3 separate regions of the Mus musculus genome follow, and regions 2 and 3 are each linked to region 1. Evidence: chromatin contacts called from public HiChIP or PLAC-seq and promoter capture Hi-C data. All regions are on one chromosome and are shown on one strand. Each heading gives the region's core, a stretch centred on a gene start, on an enhancer-like site or on the middle of the called end of the contact. The rest is flanking DNA. Distances are from core to core; before and after follow the strand shown. Region 1 holds the start of Mrpl12 (mitochondrial ribosomal protein L12). Region 2 holds the start of Cep131 (centrosomal protein 131). Region 3 overlaps Ccdc57 (coiled-coil domain containing 57).

Region 1 (4,434 bases), core at 1,925-4,424:
TATCTCTTGGAACTATAGTTATAGGAGCCTGAGCCACCTGACATGGGAACTGAGATCTGAACTTGAGTCTGAATAAGAGAACTCAGCTGTTATAACTCCTGAGCCATCTCTGTCCCTGTCACAGTTGATTTTAATACATTATCGGTGTAATCCACGTGAGTGCTGATTGCTTGTGTCACCTTAACTGGCCTGTCACCTTTTGATAAGGTCAGTTTGGCACTCTACCTGCTTTGTCTGTTCTTTGGTTCTCTGGGATCCCACGTCCTCTCTGTGGGGATGGATAGTCAGTCATTAGAAGGCAAAATCTCAGACAGTATATGGTGGTGTGCATCCTACAATCCCAACACTTGAGAAGTTGAGGCAGGAGGACTCCAAGGCCTAACAGACGGTTAAGGCTTAGGTTCTTAGGGTGAATTTACAGTCTGTAGGTTACTGAGGACCGTGTGTGTGTATGTGTGTGTGTGTGTGTGTGTGTGTGTGTGTGTGTGTGTGAGAAGCAAACTAGGTTCCCCCTAATGTTTCCCATTCTGACAGCTTGGATGGCCTGCACTATCCCTAGTGTGTGTCTTCATTTCTATCATAGTGGTCTTTTCTGAAGTGTTAGCCTGGGCTGCTGTAAGTCAGGACTGTTTGTCTTTGTTGCTGTGGTCTCAGTTTTGAAACTCCAAGTATGGGCTTCAGAAATTATCAGTGTCAGCTCTCCCTAACTCCTTCAGTCTGACTACCACTTGTTCCAAGACAGTTTGAAGGGTGGGGCTGTAGCTCAGGTAGAGAGTGCTTGCCCAATGTGGATAAGACCCTGGGCTCAGCCCCTTGCACTATGAAAACAAAAAGAACTTGGTTCTTTTTTTTTTTTTTTTTTTTTTTTTTGCTTCCCCCTCCCATAGGACCTCATCCCACCCCACCCCACCCCACCCACCCCCACACATGTTGGCTTTACTTTTCTTTTACGAGGATGTGAAACATATCCCTGGCTTTGAAAGTCACAACAAAAGGAGAAACCCAGGCGAGGGTGTTCTTTTCTAATCTCATTTCTGTGCTGAGCCAGCTCACCTTTGTTGTCACAGATCCCAGCATGGTCAGCGCCTACATGTACCCAACAGGTGCCCCTGGGGCACAGGCAGCCCCTCAGGCCCAGGCCGGGCCCACCACCAGTCCTGCCTACTCCTCCTACCAGCCCACACCAACCCCAGGCTACCAGGTATGTGGGCACCCAGCATCTACACCCAGCCGTTGCCTGTTCCTCATCTTTTCCCTCACCTCACTGCCTTCCTTCCATAGAGCGTGGCTTCTCAGGCCCCACAGAGCCTCCCAGCCATCTCACAGCCTCCACAGACCAGCAACATAGGCTACATGGGGAGCCAGCCAATGTCCATGGGCTACCAGCCGTACAATATGCAGGTAAAGAGACCTAGTCTTTGCTAGGCACAGAGGGCTATCCCAGGCAGGCCCTCTCCTCCTTGCTCTCGCTTCTGCTTTCTTCCAGCCAGGAGGGTCTGTTTGTGTCTGGTCACAGATAACTCAGTGTCGGGCTCCATCTTACTTCCCACAGAATCTCATGACCGCCCTTCCCGGGCAGGATGCGTCTCTGCCAGCCCAGCAGCCCTACATCCCAGGGCAGCAGCCCCTGTACCAGCAGGTGAGCCGTCTCCCAGCGGCCTGCCCTTGGACTTCTGAGCTTCCTTTGATCCCTTGCACTGGGTGCATCAGGGGCTTTGCTCAGCAGACAGAATCATGACATGCCATTAAGTGCACGTATGTACACATGCGTCCATATTGCACAGGAGACAAGTTTACAAGAGATCACACGTGCCATTGCCATATTGGTAACAACCTGATCTACTATGTGCTAAGGTGAAGCTTGTTCTAAGCCGAAGGTTTTGTTTGTGAAGGGGGGTGATGAGCCTATCTGCTCTTTCTCTCCAGATGGCCCCCAGCACCGGCCCTCCCCAGCAGCAACCCCCTGTGGCCCAGCCAGCGCCTACACAGGGACCGCCAGCACAGGGCAGTGAGGCCCAGCTCATCTCCTTTGACTGACCTTGAGTCTGGCGCTCACCATGCAGAGTAACACTACAGTTCACCAGAAACCACTTATATGTCTAACTAGCCATTCCTCCCCTATTACTGCCCTGTAGTGTCCCTTCTGTGAGCAAGGGGTGGGCCTTCCCCCTTGGCCCTCTTCCCTGTCCTCGGTGGTCTGGCTCCTATCACTGGTTCCCTGCTTCAGTCCTGATGCCGTCTGACCTCCCCGGGACTGGGGCTCTGCAGGGCAAGTAGAACCTTCTCTGGAGAGTGCCCGGCTGTGTTGGGTGCCACAGGTGAATGCTGTGGGGATGCTTAGCCTGGCCCGGAGTCTGATGTGAACTAACTGTGTGGTGTCCAGGCCTGGCCCTGGTACCCAGAAGAACCATGTGGCTCCTGCACAGCAAGGGTAGAAGCTTTAGGTATCTCTGTCTCCCCTTCTCCTTGGATGTCATCTCTCAGTGCAGAGCAGTGAAAATAAAATGTATTTCAAAACTCTCATGATTGATTGTTCGGGCAGCAGGCTGGGTTGGACCAACAATTTAATAGTCTGCATCTGTTGTGGAGTGTGCTGGGTACTGGCTGAGAAACCGTGGACTTGCCAACAGTCTCCTTCCTGGTGGGGATTCTGCAGACTCATCTGGTGCAGGATACATCACCAGGCGGGTGAGGAAGGGTGCAAACGCGGGCTTTTGCAGCCCAACTGCCCTCAGGATTACCCACTGCTTAAGGTTTTAGCTCTCAATAGCTCACCCTGAAATATACGGTTCAACCTGACTTCTGTGAGGTCTCAAGTTTTGCTCTTTCCCTCCCCGCTAAGCGCCCGCCTTAGTGTGCACTCAAAGGAGGCGGTTCCGCCTAGTGAGCTCTTGGGAGGACTCCAGGCCCTTCCTTCTCCTAGGTTTAGAGTACTGGGCTCCTGAGGTTGCTAACCTCTTGGACCACTGAGTTGAATTCAAGGGGCTATGAGTTCCGTAGGTAAAGGGGTGGGGGCGCCTACTTATTCCCCTGGCGAGACAAAGGCGTGCGGAACACGACTGATGGAGAAAGCGCCAACCCAGTATTGTCTCCGCGCCTGCGCGTCGCACCGCCTAGTGCGTAATACCAGGAGCCAACCCGGGCTAGAGCGGCCCGGACAGCTCGCCTCCTCCCGGATAGAGCGTCGCTTCCGCTTAGAGCCGCGTGTGACCTTCCCGCTTGCGGAGCTATGCTGCCGGTGGCGGCTAGCCGCTGCCTGTGGGGGCCACGGCTTGGACTCCGGGGGGCAGCGCTTCGCCTTGCCAGGTAAAGCGGTGGTCTAGAGCGCCATTGCCGGGGCGGCGGGCAGGAAGTAGGTTCAGAGGGAAGGGGTGACGGGCGCATCGCCACCTTCCGCGGCCCAGCCTGCGGGGCGTGGAGAGGGCGGCTCGGCCTGGGCGACCTTGGGTGCAGGTACCTTTCGTCCCCAGCTTCCCGCCGCTGAGACCCATCGCCGTGGTCGGCAGCATAGCCCGAGCCCCGTGCTTTGGAAGGCTTGGTGCAGCACTGTGCACCCGCCAGGCTGATGTATTCCATTCAACCAGAAGCCTGCCGTTCTGGGCAGTATTGCAGACATAGTCGTGGGCTCCTGAGGCTCTATGGGAAATGTAGGAAAGCTTTTTCGGGTCCCTTAACCCCAGCTTGTGGAGCCTGGCCTCAGCGGTGGCAGACTGAGCACATGGATCTTGTACCCTTGAGTCTCCCGTTTTTTCTGATCTAACGGCTGTTTGCCTGGGGTAGGCAACAGATGCCCAGCGTCTGTGCAGCGCGGCAGTTGAGAAGCAGCAGCCACCGAAGGAGTGAAGCACTCGCCGGCGCACCTCTGGATAATGCTCCCAAAGAATACCCCCCCAAGATCCAGCAGCTGGTCCAAGACATTGCCAGCCTTACGCTCCTGGAGATCTCAGACCTCAACGAACTCCTGAAGGTATTAGGAGAGATCGGCACAGGCCAGGACTAAAGTCCCTGCCTTCTAGTTGTATTTTTACCAAACAAAGGTCAGAGGTCCCTGTCTCTTCTGGGGTGTTTTGGGAGTTTGGTAAATTATCAAATGTACTTTCCTAGGTGGTAGGGCCAAATAGGCTTGTACCTCCATTTGTACCTCCATTTAGGGTTTGATAAGCAGCCACTGAGACCTCTCCTTCATCCTACAGAAAACATTGAAGATCCAGGATGTCGGCCTTATGCCAATGGGTGGCATGGTGCCTGGTCCCGTCTCTGCTGCAGCACCGGCCTCTGAGGTGAGCCTAGGCCACAGGAAGACCCAGTTCTGTGTGCCCAGTTAACTGCCCGACTCAATAACTTAGGTATTTCCCTGTTCCTCCTTGAGTCTGTAGCTGTAATCCCTGTGTTCTGCTGTGGGCTCCCTGCAATAGCTTTGGGAAATTTTCTGCC
Region 2 (4,640 bases), core at 55-2,554, 400 kb before region 1:
ACTGGCTCTTCTCATCCCTGAAAGCCCAAGACGCCCTGAACTCTGCCCCAGACTCTCTCCTTTATACACCCTCTCCATCCCTGAGCTTTGCACAAGTACAGCAGGCTATCCGGCCAGGGCCCGTGCTCACATCACCCAATACTTCCACACTGCTCTCAGCTCAGGTTATACCCACAGGGGAAATGGCTTCTCAGGATGGCAGAGTAAATCTGAGTACCTGAGAAGTCCAGCTCTGACCCTGTTTTCTATAAGCACTTCATTGTGCATTAACTAAGCCTGCCTCCCTCCCTGCTGTTCCTCAAATCTTGGCAGTGCATCCTAGCACACCACTGCATCTGCAATCCCCCTGCCTCCACAGCACCATCAGCTTTTCTTCTACCAACTGTTTTGCTTTCTCTAGGACTCCCTTGAGAGGACAGGGACCACACAGTCTTAGGTCCTGATGTGTGGAGGGCACTGAGGTCCTGAGACCTGGGAGATGGGACATGGGACAACTGCTAAGTGATTACAATCCCCTTTCAGAGTCAGGGAGCCAGGAGCATACACTCACCATGGTCCAAAGTCAAGCTGCCTTGGTACTGACATCCAGATGTGTGTAGTAGGGGGCAGTGTCCCTACTCTGAGGCTGCTTTGCCATCAGTCCGGCCAGTGTCCCCGTTACACATTTCTGGTTGTGTAGGTGAAACCTAATACCTTGCCCTTCTTGGCACTGGCTACACCTTGGTGGATCCTAAGCTCCTAAGTCTGGTGGACATAGCTTTCCCAGCACCACGTGCAGCCAGTGAGGTTCTGGGCGGTAAACATAGCCTCTCCATGGAAATCTATAAGCCAGATGGCCGGAGGCTGGGGAGGCCAGCCTCACCCTGGACAAAACCGCGCCTCCCGCAGGAGCCGGAGGGGCAGGAGCCTGCTCCCTCGGGGGCCAGCTGACTCGCAGAGGCAGAGCCCTTGAGCAGCGCACTGCTGTGCTCCTCCGCGGGCGACCCGCATCCCCTAGGTCTCTTGAGGTTTAAGGCAGGGGTTCCGGGCCGCCCGAATGGAGCCCACGGCGACCTTCCGGGGCTGGGGGTACTGGGCACAGGCCGACCTCGCTGCAGGGCCCGACCCTTCACCGCGAGACGCCCCTCACCTGCGCGGACCTAGCCTGGGGCGCAGGGCCCGTGGGCTCGGCCTGGCGGGCGCGGCTGCAGAGCCACCCGGGGCCCCACGGGGCTGGCGCGGCCTCCGCCGTGGGTGACAATAAAACGCTGTCCGCAGGGGCGAGCGGCGGCGGCGGCGGCTAGCAACCAGCCTGGTGCCTCCTCCGCTGTCCGTCACGCCGGCCCGCCTTTGCAGCGCGCGCCGCTCAGGGATTGGCTCTCCGGACGCCCGCCCTGATCTTCGGGTAGTTCATTGGGCCGTTAGGCTGTCCTGTAAGTCCCGGAGTGGGAGGAGCTGCCGAAAGCCAAAGTGGAGTGGGGCAGGCAGAGGGGCGGGGCTTTAAGGAGGCGGAGCCTGCGGGTCCCGGCACCCTCTGAGGCCCCCGCGCAGCCCTGGGCCTCTCCGGTGCCTTGGCAGGACCGCGCAATGATGCCTCCTATCCCCAATCTTTCCTAACTGCTTTCAAAGACACTGTCGGAGTCTCCAAGTGTATAGATGTGGTCTTTCCTGTCTGCCAAAGGGCTCGGGACCCACAAGCTCAGATGGCCTCTCCAACAGAAGTTACATTAAATAACAATGTTATAAACTCAAATGCTTTAAAAATTATCCGCATATTAATCTTATGAACAAGCGCGTGTGCGTGCGTGTGAGTGCGTGTGTGCGTGCGTGCGTGTGTGTGTGTGTGTGTGTGTGTGTGTGTGTGTGTGTGTGTGTGGTAAGTTAGGATGGTGGTCCAGGGCCTTGCATGTGCTAAATAAGGACTCTGCCATTGAACCTCAGCCACTTTTGCACTAAGAAAGCATCTCATATACCACGTAGCCCAGGCTGTCCTCGAACACACTATATAGCTGAGAATGACGTGGAATTCCTGATCCTTTGCTTTTTTCCCCTCCTAAATCTGGAATTACGGGCAAAGTGCCGCCACACCTGGCTTTCATCTTTTCTTTCTAAGATTTATTATGTGTAAGTTTCTGCATCATGTTGAGGGTGCTGGATCTCCTGAAACTGGAGTTATGGATGGTTGTAGGATGCCATGTGGGTGCTGGGAACTAAAACCCGGTCCTATACAAGTGCTTTTTTTTGTTTGTTTGTTTTTTTGGTTTTTTTTTTTTTTTTGAGACAGGGTTTTCTATGTAGCCTTGGTTGTCCTGGAACTCCCTCTGTAGACCAGGTTGGTCTTGAACTCACAGATCCACCTGCCTCTGCCTCCCAAGTGCTGGGATTAAAGGTGTGTACCACCACCACTCAGCATAGTAGGTGCTTTTAAACACTGATGGTGGCTTCCTTTTTTGTTTGTTTGTTTTGTGTTTTGTTTTGTTTTGTTTTTTCGAGACAGGGTTTCTCTGTGCAGCTTTGGCTGTCCTGGAACTCACTCTGTATACCAGGCTGGCCTTGAACTCAAGAGATCCACCTGCCTCTGCCTCCCAAGTGCTGGGATTAAAGGCATGCGCTCACGGTGGCTTCTTTTTTAAAATTAAGAGAAAGATTTGGTTTATACATATCAAAATTCACATCCTTTGGTGTCGGGTAAACACCCATTCAGACTTAGTCACCCTTCCGCCACACCCTACAGAGCCATTCCTTGTTTAATCCCAGCTGCTTCAGGCACCAGCTGGCTGGGACCCTTTGTTTTGTCTCTTGAGGAAAGTCAGAGACAAGATGGCACAGAGTGTCTTCCTAAATCCCCACCCCAACCACCCCAAAGCTGGAGGATTCATTCTGCTGTCCTAGCCAACATGTCACCTGACTCTTAGAATGCCCCAGGAAGCAACTATTCCAAGCGAGAGTTCACACGATGGAAGCAGCTGTAGACACTCACTTGCTGGCTTTTGTGTAAGCCCAGGTTTTCCCATCTTCTGCAAATTCTTAGGGCAGAAATCAGTGCTATTTAAGAAACTGCCAGAATGTTTTCTAGTTACTGTCCAGACAATGTCCCAGTTGGTGTCTGTTCCTTCCGCTCTTGGAGTGTTTGGGTCCTGTTCTCTCAGTGACGTTAATAGGTGAATGGTTGGGGTGTGTGTGTGAATACACTGTAGCTGTCTTCAGACACACCAAAAGAGGGCATCAATCCCATTACAGATGAGCTACCATGTAGTTGCTGGGAATTGAACTCAGGACCTCTGGGAGAACAGCCAGTGTTCTTAACAGCTGAGCCATCTCCCCAGCACCCAAGCTGGACTCTTGTAACCCAAAGCTGCCCCTTCGCTAGCTGTTCTCCTGGCCAGGTGAGTGGTTTGCACATCACACGGCTCATCTGCCATCCCTGCATTCGTCTCCCTTCATGTCTGTCAGATCATTTACCCACTCTGTAATTTGGGTGATTTTCTAGTTTTGAGCTTTAAACTTTGGGTGTGTGCGTGTGTGTGTGTGTGTGTGTACACTCACGCCACAGCAAACATGTAGAGGTAAGGATAACCTTCATGAATCAGTTTTCTTTTTCTACCATGTGGGTCCCAGGGATTGTACTCTGGTTGTCAGACTGTGTGGTAAAAATGCCTTCACCAGCCTAGCTATGCCATCGATCCTGTGTTCTCAGCGAGGTTTTCACGTGAGTCTGCGAGAGACGTCACCTGAAAAGTCTCTCAGTGTTTGGCTCGACTTTCCATTCCCTTAACTATGACATTAAAGCCTTTTCCCTTTAATAAGGTTTCTTCCCCAACACAGGGTCTTAGTATGTAGACCTGGACGGCCTAGAGCTCCCTATGTAGACAAGGCTGGCTTCAGCTTCATGGCGAGCCACCTCTGCCTCCTGAGTGCTGGGATTAAAGGGGCATACCACCATCAGGTGTTTCTGATTCTTAGGTTATGGTTCACTTTAAATTTTTGTGTGAAGTGTGAGGTATGGGCCAAGATGTTTTCAGTTTTTTACACATTGCTAGCTCCAACACCATTGACGGCTACTACCTCCTCACTGAACTACTGCAGATAAAGAAAACGCCCCCGACCAAGGGCGTGGCTCAGGAACCTAGGCTTGTGAGGTTCTACCTACGAGATGTGGACGCTGTCGCTGACCACCACTTGTGTAGACCCCGACGATACCAGCCTTGGCTAGCACAGCTGTGGTGAACCCTGACCTCTGGGCATGGCAGGAGAGGAGGGGTTCTAAGTGCCACCCCCCACCCCAGACATCACCAACAGTTACCAGGGAAAAGGCCACTCTTCAGTGGTACACCCGCCATGAGCGTTTCCCTGCTCCTCCAACCCTTGACTCAGCAGTGAAAATGTTTCTGTCCCTGGGGTCCACAGAACAATTCCCAGTTTGAAAAGCCACACCATAGGAGTTGTAAGATCATCTTGACTGTTCTGATCTCTTTTTTTTTTTCCTGTAAACTTTAATGTCAATTCACCACTGTATACAAACTGAGCTGGGAGTACAGCCCCAGGGGTCCCGCACTTACCAGTACACACAAGGCCCCACGTTTGACACAACTGAACACCTGCGGAGACTCTGGTGGGGTTTGGGACAGCCCCTCTCTAGCCATGTTCTCCGCTCACCCTGG
Region 3 (4,596 bases), core at 1,578-4,077, 410 kb after region 1:
GGCCTAGCTGTACCTGTTCACGCTCCAGGCTCTGTCCCCTCTCCACTGCCAGGGACAGCTGCTGCTTGTACCTACAGACACATGCCAATGTCCTGTGTGAACTTCCCTGAGGTCCCTTCAACATGAAGAGCAAAGGTGGGGTGATACGTGAGGGGCTAAACGGTGCTCTGCCCCATCCTTCCCATCTCTCATGTGGCTCGTGCTGAGGACAGACACATGCATGATACAAGGAGAAGCTGTCCTGAGAGAGACCTGGAGAAACAACAGCACCCGTGGACAGATAACCATAGAGGGCAGATATCAAGATTCAACAAACGCTGGAAGAAACAGTGCTGGAGGGAGGTGGCCACACTCGGCAGAGAACCAGTATGTAGTCAGAGGAGGGAGTCTGTCAAACCTAAACCAGGACTGCTGTGTAAATCCTCTGAACAGAGACCTAAAAGGCAAAACTGGAGCATGTGCCTTGGGGATACATAGGCTGAAAAAGCAGGAGGGGCTAAGGGTCCATGCCAGACAGTAATCTGTGGACAGAGGGGAACAAACAGGCCTGTTTCTAGTTGTACATAGGCCAGTGTGGTGGGAAGCCAGTACAACCCTAACACAGGTGCACTTGATGAAAACTTCACATCATCTCTAAAGACAAAGCTGAGGGGAAGCCATGCCCAAGCACAGCTAGAGGTCTCCACACTCCTCTGTAATTGATAGAACCAATAAGCAGATAGCAAGGACATGGGAGAGTGTTATCTACCAGGGTGGTCCAGGTGACATCTTCAGAACCCAGACCACAACAAGGGTATGTTTTATCTTTAAGTCTATTTAGACAGGTATTGGGGCAGAATACATTTCAAATCCATGAAACAGACTGCAGAGGAAATCAATCATGCTAGGTGTATTCTGCGTGTGCAGCATAATTAGGTCAAAATTACTGACAATGGTTCCTGAAGCTAAAGTCAGAGATTAGGCAATATGGTCCTAAGTTATCAACTGACTGGAGAGTTCACAAGGGACAGCACGTTAGCTGAATAACATCAGAGCTTGTTGGGTGTAGCTAGGCTGTGCTAGAAAGGAAACTTCCAACACTAATTACATCTGATAGACGGAAAGATGTCTCAGAGTTAATCATCTTGGCTCTGATATCAGAATTGATCAGAACAACAAACCAAAGCCAAAGGAAATAGGAAATAGAACAACAACCACTACCAACCACCACCACCACAACAACAACAATGGAGAAAATCAAATCCTAAGTTGGTTCTTCACAAAGATCAGCAAAATATTGATAGAACTGATAAGCCTCCAGTGAGGCTGGTCTAAGGTAAAGGGGAGGCCATCAAATGACCAGTGTCATAAGAAGCCTTTGCTATCCACTGACAGGCAGTAAGATTACAGGAACCAGGGACAGGGACAAAGTGGACAGAGGAGATCAAAGTACCAAAATGGACAGAAAAAAAAATCAGAGGAAAACCTAAACAAAACAAAACAAACAGGGCTGGTGTGATGGCTCAGTGGGTAAGAGTACCCGACTGCTCTTCCAAAGGTCCAGTGTTCAAGTCCCAGCAACCACATGGTGGCTCACAACCATCTGTAATGGGATCTGGTGCCCTCTTCTGGAGTGTCTGAAGACAGCTACAGTGTACTTACATATAATAAATAAATAAATCTTAAAAACAAACAAACAAAACAAAACAAACAAACAAACACAAACCAGTGATAAATCCAAAGAAGCTAGGATCAAAAGCCATATTATGGCCGCCATTCAGAAGTCCAGTCCACAAAGGCCCTTCCCCAGGGTGGTCAGGGCTGGCCACAGAGCTGAGGGGTCTGGATGAGACAGAGTGGAGGGTGTGGATGTGTGTGTCCATCTGGATTACATCGTCTGACTTGATGACACTGTAAGAACAGGCCCTTGCTTTCACCAAGTGTAAGTTACTACAATCAACAGGAGAGACAAGCATGGTGGGTTTTGTTTGCTTGCTTGCTTTCTTTCTTTCTTTCTTTCTTTCTTTCTTTCTTTCTTTCTTTCTTTCTCTCTCTTTCTCTCTCTCTCTCTCTTTCTTTCTTTCTTTCTTTCTTTCTTTCTTTTTTCTTTCCCTTGAGATAGGGTCTCTCCATGTAGAGATGGATGTCCTGCAGTGTTATGGGGATCAGGTTGGCCTTGAAATCATGGTACTCTGTCTGCTTCTGCAAGCTGATGGCAGAGGAAGGTGGACATTGCTCGCCACCACACCAGCCCTTGGCTGCTCTCCTTGATCTCCTCATCCCAAAGTCTCTGGACATGCCCTCTGGGCTTGGATGTTTGCTGTCCTTACTACCACCACGATCTGCTTTCAAACCATTGACCATTCCTCCCCCAGGGAATGCAGGGCCAAGTTTGTTTGATGTGGTTTCAATCCTGAGGACCTGTAATGGTTCTTGTCTGCAGGAAACACTCAGCATGGGTGACTGCCTTGGGAATGGTACCTGTCTATGTCCTGTTGGAATCTGGCCACCTGTGCCTTGAGCTTCATCTCTTCTTCCTGCAGCGTGTGAATCTGAAAGTCTTTGGAGACAGTCTCCTTGGACATCTGCGTGATCTGGGCGTCCCAGGCAGCTTTCAGAGCTGCCGCATCTTCACGAAATCTGCACGGGAAGAGTTTGGGAGTGCAGTGAGCGTCTCCTGTTCTCTCTCGTGCTCCCATACAGACCCAGAGGAGCACACACACAGTTGGCCAGCCCTCTCAAAAAGCCACATTAGAAGGCAAACCATTGCCTAATTTAAGACCATGGTTCTACTCAGGAAGAAACATCCAGCAGCCAGCCAAGCTACTGTTAACTAATTGACTATAAAGGGCCAAATTACGCAAGGGGGAAAGGTGATCTGTACACACAGCCTGTGGGACTGAGGAAGTGCTGCTGGTGAGTCACCTCTGCATCTTTCACTGTGCCCAGTCCAGCACCTAACACACTTCAAGAAGACTCTAGAGGCCACACATTAGCTTGACAGTCAAGTGTTGCTGGGCAAACCGCCCAAACACGCAAGCTTTCCCAAAAAACACACATCAAGTGACACTTTCAGGAGAGGCCATCTAACCAAGACCATCCCTGCTCACGGAAAACCTGCCTTTGTCACACGGTGCACCAAAGACCACACCCCTGGGAACAGACCTTCTGGGGCTCTGTGCTGATGGGCTGTCCCGTGTGGGCATGACAAGCAGAAGGTGAGTAGCTGCCCTGAATCAAGAGCCAGGTGTTGAGTCTCAAACCTGCCCTGGAACAGCATGGAGAGCCACTGTGCCACATCTCACACGCTCTGGGAGTACTGAAAACAGGACACACGAGGCAGCCACTTTCAGTCACTTTGGGCAAGCCCACCTGACTCTGCCTTCTGAGCCGGTGTCTGGTACTGAGGAAATGCTCCTGGAAATGCCCTCAGCAACACTTCTCACCAGGCTGCTTCCCAGGCCGGCATTCCCAGGGTCAGCACAGAAACACCTGGTCCAGTGACCTGTGTCCACTGTGGCCTCCTTCACATTCTACCTCCTTTCCCCAACACGTGGCCTGACTTAGCTGCCAGTATGACTACTGCCGTCTTACAGTGAAGACCAGTAGACTCTGACTGCTCCAAGTGGAGCAGACATGCCACTAGCAAACCTGTGTCTTTATCCTAATCATACATGTGTGCAAACCCACCGAGAGGGCAAGCACTGAGCACTGAGGTTGTCACAGAATGCCAGCACATGCTGGACAGAGGTGGACTGGTCACCAAACTCCCCACAAGTAAGAAGAGAGATTCAAATTTGGGTTTTCTGAACATGTTCTTTTGAGATGGGGTTTCAGTTAGCAGCCTAGGCTGGCCTCACCTTAAGAGCTCTGAGATTACAGATACATGTCACCCTGCCCTGTTTTCTACTGTCAGGGAAATGCCCTGTCTGTAGTAGTAACCCCCCCCCCCCTTTTTTTTTTGGTTTTTTTGAGACAGGGTTTCTCTGTGTAGCCCTGGCTGTCCTGGAACTCACTTTGTAGACCAGGCTGGCCTGGATGTGACACACTATAATTCCAGGAAGCTAAGGCTGGAGGATTATGAGTTCCAAGCTAGCCAGGACTATACAGAGTGAGACCCTGTCAAAACACAAAGTCATTTAGTTTAAGGCTTCAAGAGGAGGCAGGAAGCAGCCAGGCTCTGTAGGGCCCTGCCACTGCAAAGGAACAGCAATGAGCCAGCATTCGTTCCTCGAGGCAGCCACAGCACAGCTGGGCATCGTTGGCTCACTATGGTGAGCTGCTTGGGTTTCTTACAAAATAAACCAGAGCACACTGGACTTAACAAAGCAGTACCACCAAGCTTCTCAAAGTACAATTGCTAGTTTTATTTTTACTTTATGTCTGTGGTATTTTGTCTGCATGTGTGTTCCGAGGACTGAACTCGGACCCTTGGAGGAGTAGCCATCACTCTTAAGCACTGAGTTATCTAGCCCATGTAGAATAAGCTTTAATTTCCTGATACTACACAGGTCTAAGAACTACTTCTCCCCATAGTAGAAGTGTAATTTGGGTAGCAATTTGTCTGCTTAAAAAAAAGGGGTGGGGAGTGGGGGCTGGAGAGATGGCTCAGTGGTT

Evidence for each region. Promoter capture Hi-C pulls out the DNA fragments that hold promoters and counts their contacts. HiChIP or PLAC-seq counts read pairs in DNA pulled down with a chosen protein or histone mark.
Region 2: a promoter capture Hi-C map of neural stem cells shows a contact between it and region 1. The contact joins the promoter of Cep131 here to the promoter of Mrpl12 in region 1. A contact is called at or near these places in 3 of 39 promoter capture datasets (hippocampal neurons, neural stem cells and pre-B cells), 2 of 115 datasets of contacts at active chromatin or transcription factors (memory CD8 T cells and pancreatic cancer cells) and 2 of 9 other capture datasets (liver and pancreatic islet).
Region 3: a contact with region 1 is called in a FOXA1 HiChIP or PLAC-seq map of pancreatic cancer cells. The contact joins the enhancer-like site here to the promoter of Mrpl12 in region 1. A contact is called at or near these places in 7 of 39 promoter capture datasets (the 3T3-L1 cell line, cranial neural crest, erythroid cells and 3 more), 1 of 484 Hi-C or Micro-C datasets (pre-B cells), 1 of 115 datasets of contacts at active chromatin or transcription factors (pancreatic cancer cells) and 1 of 9 other capture datasets (liver).

The regions. Positions count from the first base shown.
Region 1 is chr11:120,481,463-120,485,896 of GRCm38.p6, forward strand. It overlaps Mrpl12 (mitochondrial ribosomal protein L12), which reads left to right and starts at 3,175. Exons shown (of 5, transcript NM_027204.3): 1 at 3,175-3,306; 2 at 3,781-3,967; 3 at 4,194-4,280. The coding sequence starts at 3,230. It overlaps Hgs (HGF-regulated tyrosine kinase substrate), which reads left to right. Exons shown (of 22, transcript NM_008244.3): 19 at 1,068-1,201; 20 at 1,282-1,401; 21 at 1,553-1,639; 22 at 1,927-2,522. The coding sequence ends at 2,037.
Region 2 is chr11:120,085,523-120,090,162 of GRCm38.p6, forward strand. Cep131 (centrosomal protein 131) reads right to left here and starts at 1,305. Exons shown (of 26, transcript NM_009734.3): 1 at 1,130-1,305.
Region 3 is chr11:120,895,349-120,899,944 of GRCm38.p6, forward strand. Ccdc57 (coiled-coil domain containing 57) reads right to left here. Exons shown (of 19, transcript NM_027745.1): 8 at 2,461-2,619; 9 at 1-71. Among named protein-coding and RNA genes, the nearest start is that of A430102A20Rik, 35 kb to the right of the region's middle. Within about 2 kb of position 2,828, at least 36 of the 459 cell types and tissues checked have an H3K27ac peak or open chromatin away from gene starts, as enhancers often do. A contact at or near this core is called in liver and pancreatic cancer cells, where this site is marked.